Linked DNA regions of Mus musculus: region 1 is linked to region 2. A link is a contact called in public Hi-C data. All regions are on one chromosome and are shown on one strand. The core of a region is the stretch at or near the end of the contact, and the rest is flanking DNA. Distances in the headings are between cores, read along the strand shown. Region 1 holds the start of Gprasp2 (G protein-coupled receptor associated sorting protein 2). Region 2 holds the start of Armcx5 (armadillo repeat containing, X-linked 5).

Region 1 (2,700 bases), core at 140-2,639, 96 kb after region 2:
TACATCTTCAAAGCTAATAAGGGACTTTTCAGCTGCCCCCTCCCCACATGCTGTTTCCTTCAAACACAGGATTTATGCCACACCTATAATCTTTACAGTTATATTGGGTAGACTCATCTAGCAGAATTGTGTGCTAGATCCCACTATTTGCAACTGGAGTTCCACCTGAAACCTCAGTTCTCCTTGGCCGAATAATGTATGTTCACATATCCTTGGGGTTGTTGTTTTGCTGCAAACTAACTAGGTGTTTAAAGGAATTTCTAGATGAGCAAGCCCGGCAGCTTTACTGTGTGCTTAAGGCCATTCCTGATTTTCTCACAAAACAAGCAAAGAGGATGGAGAGCAGAGGGAATTTTGTGGGTGGGGTAAAAGAAAAGACTCAAAGTCAGCCAGGGGTGGGTTGTGAGAGAAAAAATGCACAGAGGGTGGTTTCCCTGACAGTTACAGTGAATCGAGTTGTGGCTGAGATCCAAGCTAGTTGATCCTCCTGCATATGCATGCTGCCAAAAACAAGAGCTTGGACCTGACTGGGAAGAGATGAGTTCAGAGAACCATAGGCAAGGAAACTGAACAGGCCCAATATGGCTCCCAACACTAGGCTGTAGGTCTCTATGGCACCCTGTAAATACTGACAGGGAAAGGACAATTGTGGGGACAGACAATAAGTCAATAAGTAACCCAAGGGTATTGCTCCTTAGAATGAGAACATCTCTCTCTCTCTCTCTCTCTCTCTCTCTCTCTCCACCCCTCTCTTCTTTTCTCCCTCCCTCCATCCCTCTGTGCCTCTATCTCCCTTTTGAAAAGTGGACAGTGGTGGGGGTTGTAATGAAAGCCCCCATGTCCTATCCTTTAGATTCAAAAATGCTCTCCTCTTCATGGTTGCATGAGCCAGTAAGAGAAAACATGGGAGAATCAACAGGAACCTACTGGCTGGCTGGCTGTTGCTAGGTCACCTGTCCCCTCTCAGGCTGCATTACTAACAGCCCCCCTCCCCTTCCATTGGCGACAGAAAGGGGGGGGGAGGTTGGGAGGGAGTACAGAGTGGGTGCTGTGATGGGTAGGCACTGTCCAGCCTCGTTCTGAAGTGCAAATCTAGGGGCCACTCAGTATCCCTCCGCTGCTCCCCCCTGCTCCCTAACTGCAGACCTTCTCCTCCTTATAGTCCCCCCCTTCCCAAAACCCTCATAGACTCTAGGTCTTAGCCATCCCACACACTGTTGTGGCGCCAAAAAAAAAAAAGTGGTGGTGGTCTCTGGTTAGGGTGAACAGGGGTCTGCAGACGCCTAACCGGTGCAACCCACCCCTCCAAGAGGAGTGGGGCTGTCTGGCCCCGCCCACTCCGAGTCGGAACTACAGTGGGTCCGGGAGGGGGCGTAGAGCCCCGTGCGCAGTATCCCTCCGCCCCCTTCCCGACACCCTCGAGGAGAGCTGGCTTGTCGCATCCTGCGCAGCCCCTGCCTGTTTGGTGCAGAGGCGTGGGGACAGGACACATCTCTGCCATTCCACTCGCGCGCAAAGCGTTAAAGGCCAGTGAGAGGATCTGCAGAGGACAGAGAACACCCAGGAATAGGAGTCGGACGTGGGGGAGCCCAGGGACCTGGGCCGTGCGCCTGGCCAGGCAAGTGGGGGTGTGTCGAGGGCTCTGGGCGGTCGCGCACTGCAAACAACTGCCTGGCCCTGACAGTTCAGTGGAGGCAAAGGGGTCGCAGCTGCTCCCTGGAGTGTGCGCGGTGCCCGGAGACCCCAGACCGTGGTGGGGAGGAGGAAGCGGGGAACTAAGGCAGGGCCGCAGGAGCAGGGGGCGGCTGAGGAGGCAAAGTCTGCGGGTTTTGGAGGGTGGCAGAGCCTACAACCTGACAGCCTCCCTCCAGGTGTCAGTCCGGGACCAACACAGGTTATGAGGTAGGTGGCCACAGGAGAAATGGCGGTGGGGGGTTGCGGGGGAGGAGGACAGCAAGCCTGGAGCCCATGGATGTGGGTGCAGGTGCAGGGGGCCAACTCAGCTGGTGGGTGGTGAGTCGCCTCGGCTATTAGGGCTCCGAAATGGTTCCTGAGAGGGGCCCTGGTACCCTGCATCCTGGGTGCTGTCACTCCCCACAGGCTTCTGATTGATGGAAAGTGACCTGTCTGCATGGTAGGTCTGGCATATTCTGACAGGCCACGGTGAGCATCTATAGACCAGAAGCTTGAGAAAAGAAGAAGAGAAAAAACAGCGCGGATTTCTGGAGGTGTGTAGTAATGGGGATGGGCACCAGACAGTGAGTGGAGATGCAAAAAATGGTGGGGGTGACTGGCCAGAACAGGTGGGATATCCATTAGTGTCTCCTAATCTCATTTCTCACAACCTTGTAGGTACCTTCCACACTGCCTTTCCCCTCCCTCCCAAATCTGGGGTCTGAAAAGATGGTTTGGGGATGATGACGGAGTCATAAATCCAAGGACCACTTCAGAACCTGGTTTCTAGAATGTGCTGCGCCCTTCCCCCATTTTTTGCTGCGCAAGGAAAGGAAATATGGCCACCTAGTGGCGGATCTTCAACATTGCAGAAGGGACTAATAAGGATGACATCAAAGAAGGGGGTGTTACCTCAGGAGCCCTACAGCCAGGCTAAATAAATCTAGAATGTTCCAGCAGTAGGACCCTAAATGCTGAAAGACACATGATCTGGTTCATATCCTTGGTGACATTCATAACATGATC
Region 2 (2,700 bases), core at 184-2,683:
CTATCTCTCTCTCTTTAACTGTTTTTAGGGCCCTGGGCTGGCCCATCTGGAGGGACCACTACCACCTATTTTTTACAATTATGTTTTATTGAGCCTCCCACCAAAACTATTTTCATCTTGTGTCCTGGGTCATGAAGATGGTCTGTCTGGACTGACCATCACCACCTAGTATTGTTCCTTATAGGCTGGTTATTCCTTCCAAAAGTTAACCTCCTGCCTCATGACATTATCAGGTTTTCTGATAATGTAGACTGGGACTGAGGGGAAACCATGCACTTTTATTAAGGCAATTTCAAAATTACAAACATCCCTGAAACAGGAAAAATGTCTCTCATCATAATCTACTAATGTCATAGCTCAGCTTAGAGTTGAGGCATACAGGACTGATGGGCTGGGACATTTCTAAGTGGTATACATGTTAGAAACACTTTCTGATTCTAAGGCTTATTTTAATTAAATTTATGTTCAAATAGATAATACAAACATGAGGCCCAGCATTCAAGATGCAAGGACTTATATAGTCAGAGATTTAGGGGGCAAGAAACGTGAGGGAACAAGCCCGGAGAAATCCACAGAGCAGGGACTGGTGTTGGTCCACGGGTACAAAGATACTTTGGTATTATGTCTTGTCAGTAAGAAGATTCTTGTTTTCCCAGTGCCTAGATTAAATCCAAGCCACTGCACCTTATGGTAGTGAGGTCATCCTGGAGTAGAACTCGTCTGCACAGTTCTTTTTCTCCCTGTTTTTCCTCTATCCTTACTTCATGTTATCTAAAACTATTTCAAAACAAGAAACATGCCGGACAATAAGAGCAAAAGATTTCAAGGGGTGGCAACAGGAAACATAAAAAGGGAGATTGAAAAACAAAACAAAACAAAACAAAAACGGTCTGGCAGCAGAGCAGTTTTCCATAGGTTCTGCCGCTGCAGCAAGAATTTTATGCAAACAAGCCCTTACAGGTGCATCACTGGCGGATTTTGCTTGTAGAAGGAACAGTTTAGAATTTGTTGGAATAAATGAGAATTTTTATTTGTAATTTCAGCGTTGAGAACCGCCCCACCCCCAGCATCGTTTCTACCTTGAGCCCCTCCCCTACCTAACCAGCTCACTTCAGTGGGCGGTGGGTTTAGTGAGGAACGTGTAAAAACACTAGAATTCTTTGCTATCCTTCCGCCCGGTAAGGCGGCCGCTTTTTCTTCTGACGCCACAGCGTGAAAACCGCATGCATTTCGAAATGGAAAGACATGTCTAAGAAGGAAGCTAAAACCGACATTTGGTAATCGCCTGCTTGCGGGTGCTTGGCGCGGTTTTCCCTAGTTCGGGATCAGAACCTAAGTGTCGCAGTGTGCGCCACAGTAGTATCACTCCGCTTCCCTAAGCCGGAACTCCTTAAATAACTCTAGCTCCTCCCTCTGCGGGCCTCCGTAATGACGTAGCCGCGCCTAGTGCGTCCCGGCGGATGTAGGTAGCTATGTAGTCGCTTCGTGAGGGACCGGAGAGAGGAGTGGGTACCGAAAGGTGACAGTAATTTGCTAGTCATGGCCCTTCATCTTGTCCTACATCCCAAGCTCCCGGCAAGCCCCTAAATTACAGTCGCCGCCATTGCCTCTGCTCCCTGCGGCGGACTGCCGACGGCGTTTGCCTGCCTCCTTTCTGTGTGGGAAGGCGCCGCCGGAGAGAACGCACCTAAGAAAACTGCCTTGGATTCAAGCAGAACAGGTCAGTAAGAAGGAGGGCATTGCTTGGGGTTGTGGTTGCGGGTTCCATGATTGGTGCGGGATTGGTGACCTGATTTTAGGGGGCGAGTGTTGGGAAGACAGACTAGGGAGGATGAGAAAAAGCTATCTACGTTTCCAGAAACTCGCTTCATCACGTTTGGGAAGGGAGATGGATGCAATGGCATCATCTACTGGGGAGATGGCGTACTTGTCAGAGAAAGGACTACCACCACTGATGAACGCAGTTGTCTGAGGAGCCTTGAGAATCAGGAAGGAGATACACAAAGGGGTTATAGATGTGGGAACATTAAATCTTGTGTTGGGTGTATTCGAAGATTGCACATTCTTATCTGACCATTAATTAACCATATCTTACTCAGTGCGATTTCATTTGATTTGGGGCTATCACACATTCATTTGTGTGGATAGATTTTGTGCCAAGTTTGCATTTCTCCACGTTTCAGGGCGGCAGATCAAAAGGGGAGGGGAGAAGATAAACAAAACTGACCTGATTTCTGTACTGTGGGAGAAAGCTGCAAGACTAGGTAGGGTTCTAGAATAATTTCTACATCTCCTCTTTTCCAGCCTTCCAGAAATGCCCTCCGCGTTACCCCAACTATGTTGCAGAATGTGATAGGTTTGTGTGGGTGGGTGGGGGATAATCATAAGAATGTGTAAGAAAATTGAAAATGATACTTTTCATTATTTCCCCAGCTTCCTGTTATTGTCAGGCGTTTCATCCCTACTGCTACCAGTACGACCAACTGTGCAGAGATGATTTAGTTGTCCCTTCATGGAAATGATCAGGCTTTAAGAATATAGCAGAGGAACGTGGAGATTTGGGGGTGTCATGGGGGGATGACAAAAAGAAAGGGAATCAGAGAATTCTTTACCAAACAAGTATCTGTATCCAGCAAGCATTTATTCCGTAATTACTGTTTCCTAAATTATACTCAGTAGTGCTGTTCTCATGTTTGTGGA

The links. A called contact is a pair of places that touch in the nucleus more often than the background predicts.
Region 1: a contact with region 2 is called in a Hi-C map of cerebral cortex, with 3 times the contacts expected there. The contact joins the promoter of Gprasp2 here to the promoter of Armcx5 in region 2. A contact is called at or near these places in 14 of 39 promoter capture datasets (the 3T3-L1 cell line, the HPC-7 cell line, cranial neural crest and 10 more), 7 of 484 Hi-C or Micro-C datasets (the HL-1 cell line, cerebral cortex, cortical neurons and 2 more) and 2 of 9 other capture datasets (adipose tissue and liver).

What each region holds. Positions count from the first base shown.
Region 1 is chrX:135,837,645-135,840,344 of GRCm38.p6, forward strand. It overlaps Gprasp2 (G protein-coupled receptor associated sorting protein 2), which reads left to right and starts at 1,390. Exons shown (of 6, transcript NM_001359371.1): 1 at 1,390-1,618.
Region 2 is chrX:135,741,259-135,743,958 of GRCm38.p6, forward strand. Armcx5 (armadillo repeat containing, X-linked 5) reads left to right here and starts at 1,434. Exons shown (of 4, transcript NM_001009575.5): 1 at 1,434-1,720; 2 at 2,305-2,356. Gprasp1 (G protein-coupled receptor associated sorting protein 1) reads left to right here and starts at 1,434. Exons shown (of 11, transcript NM_026081.5): 1 at 1,434-1,720.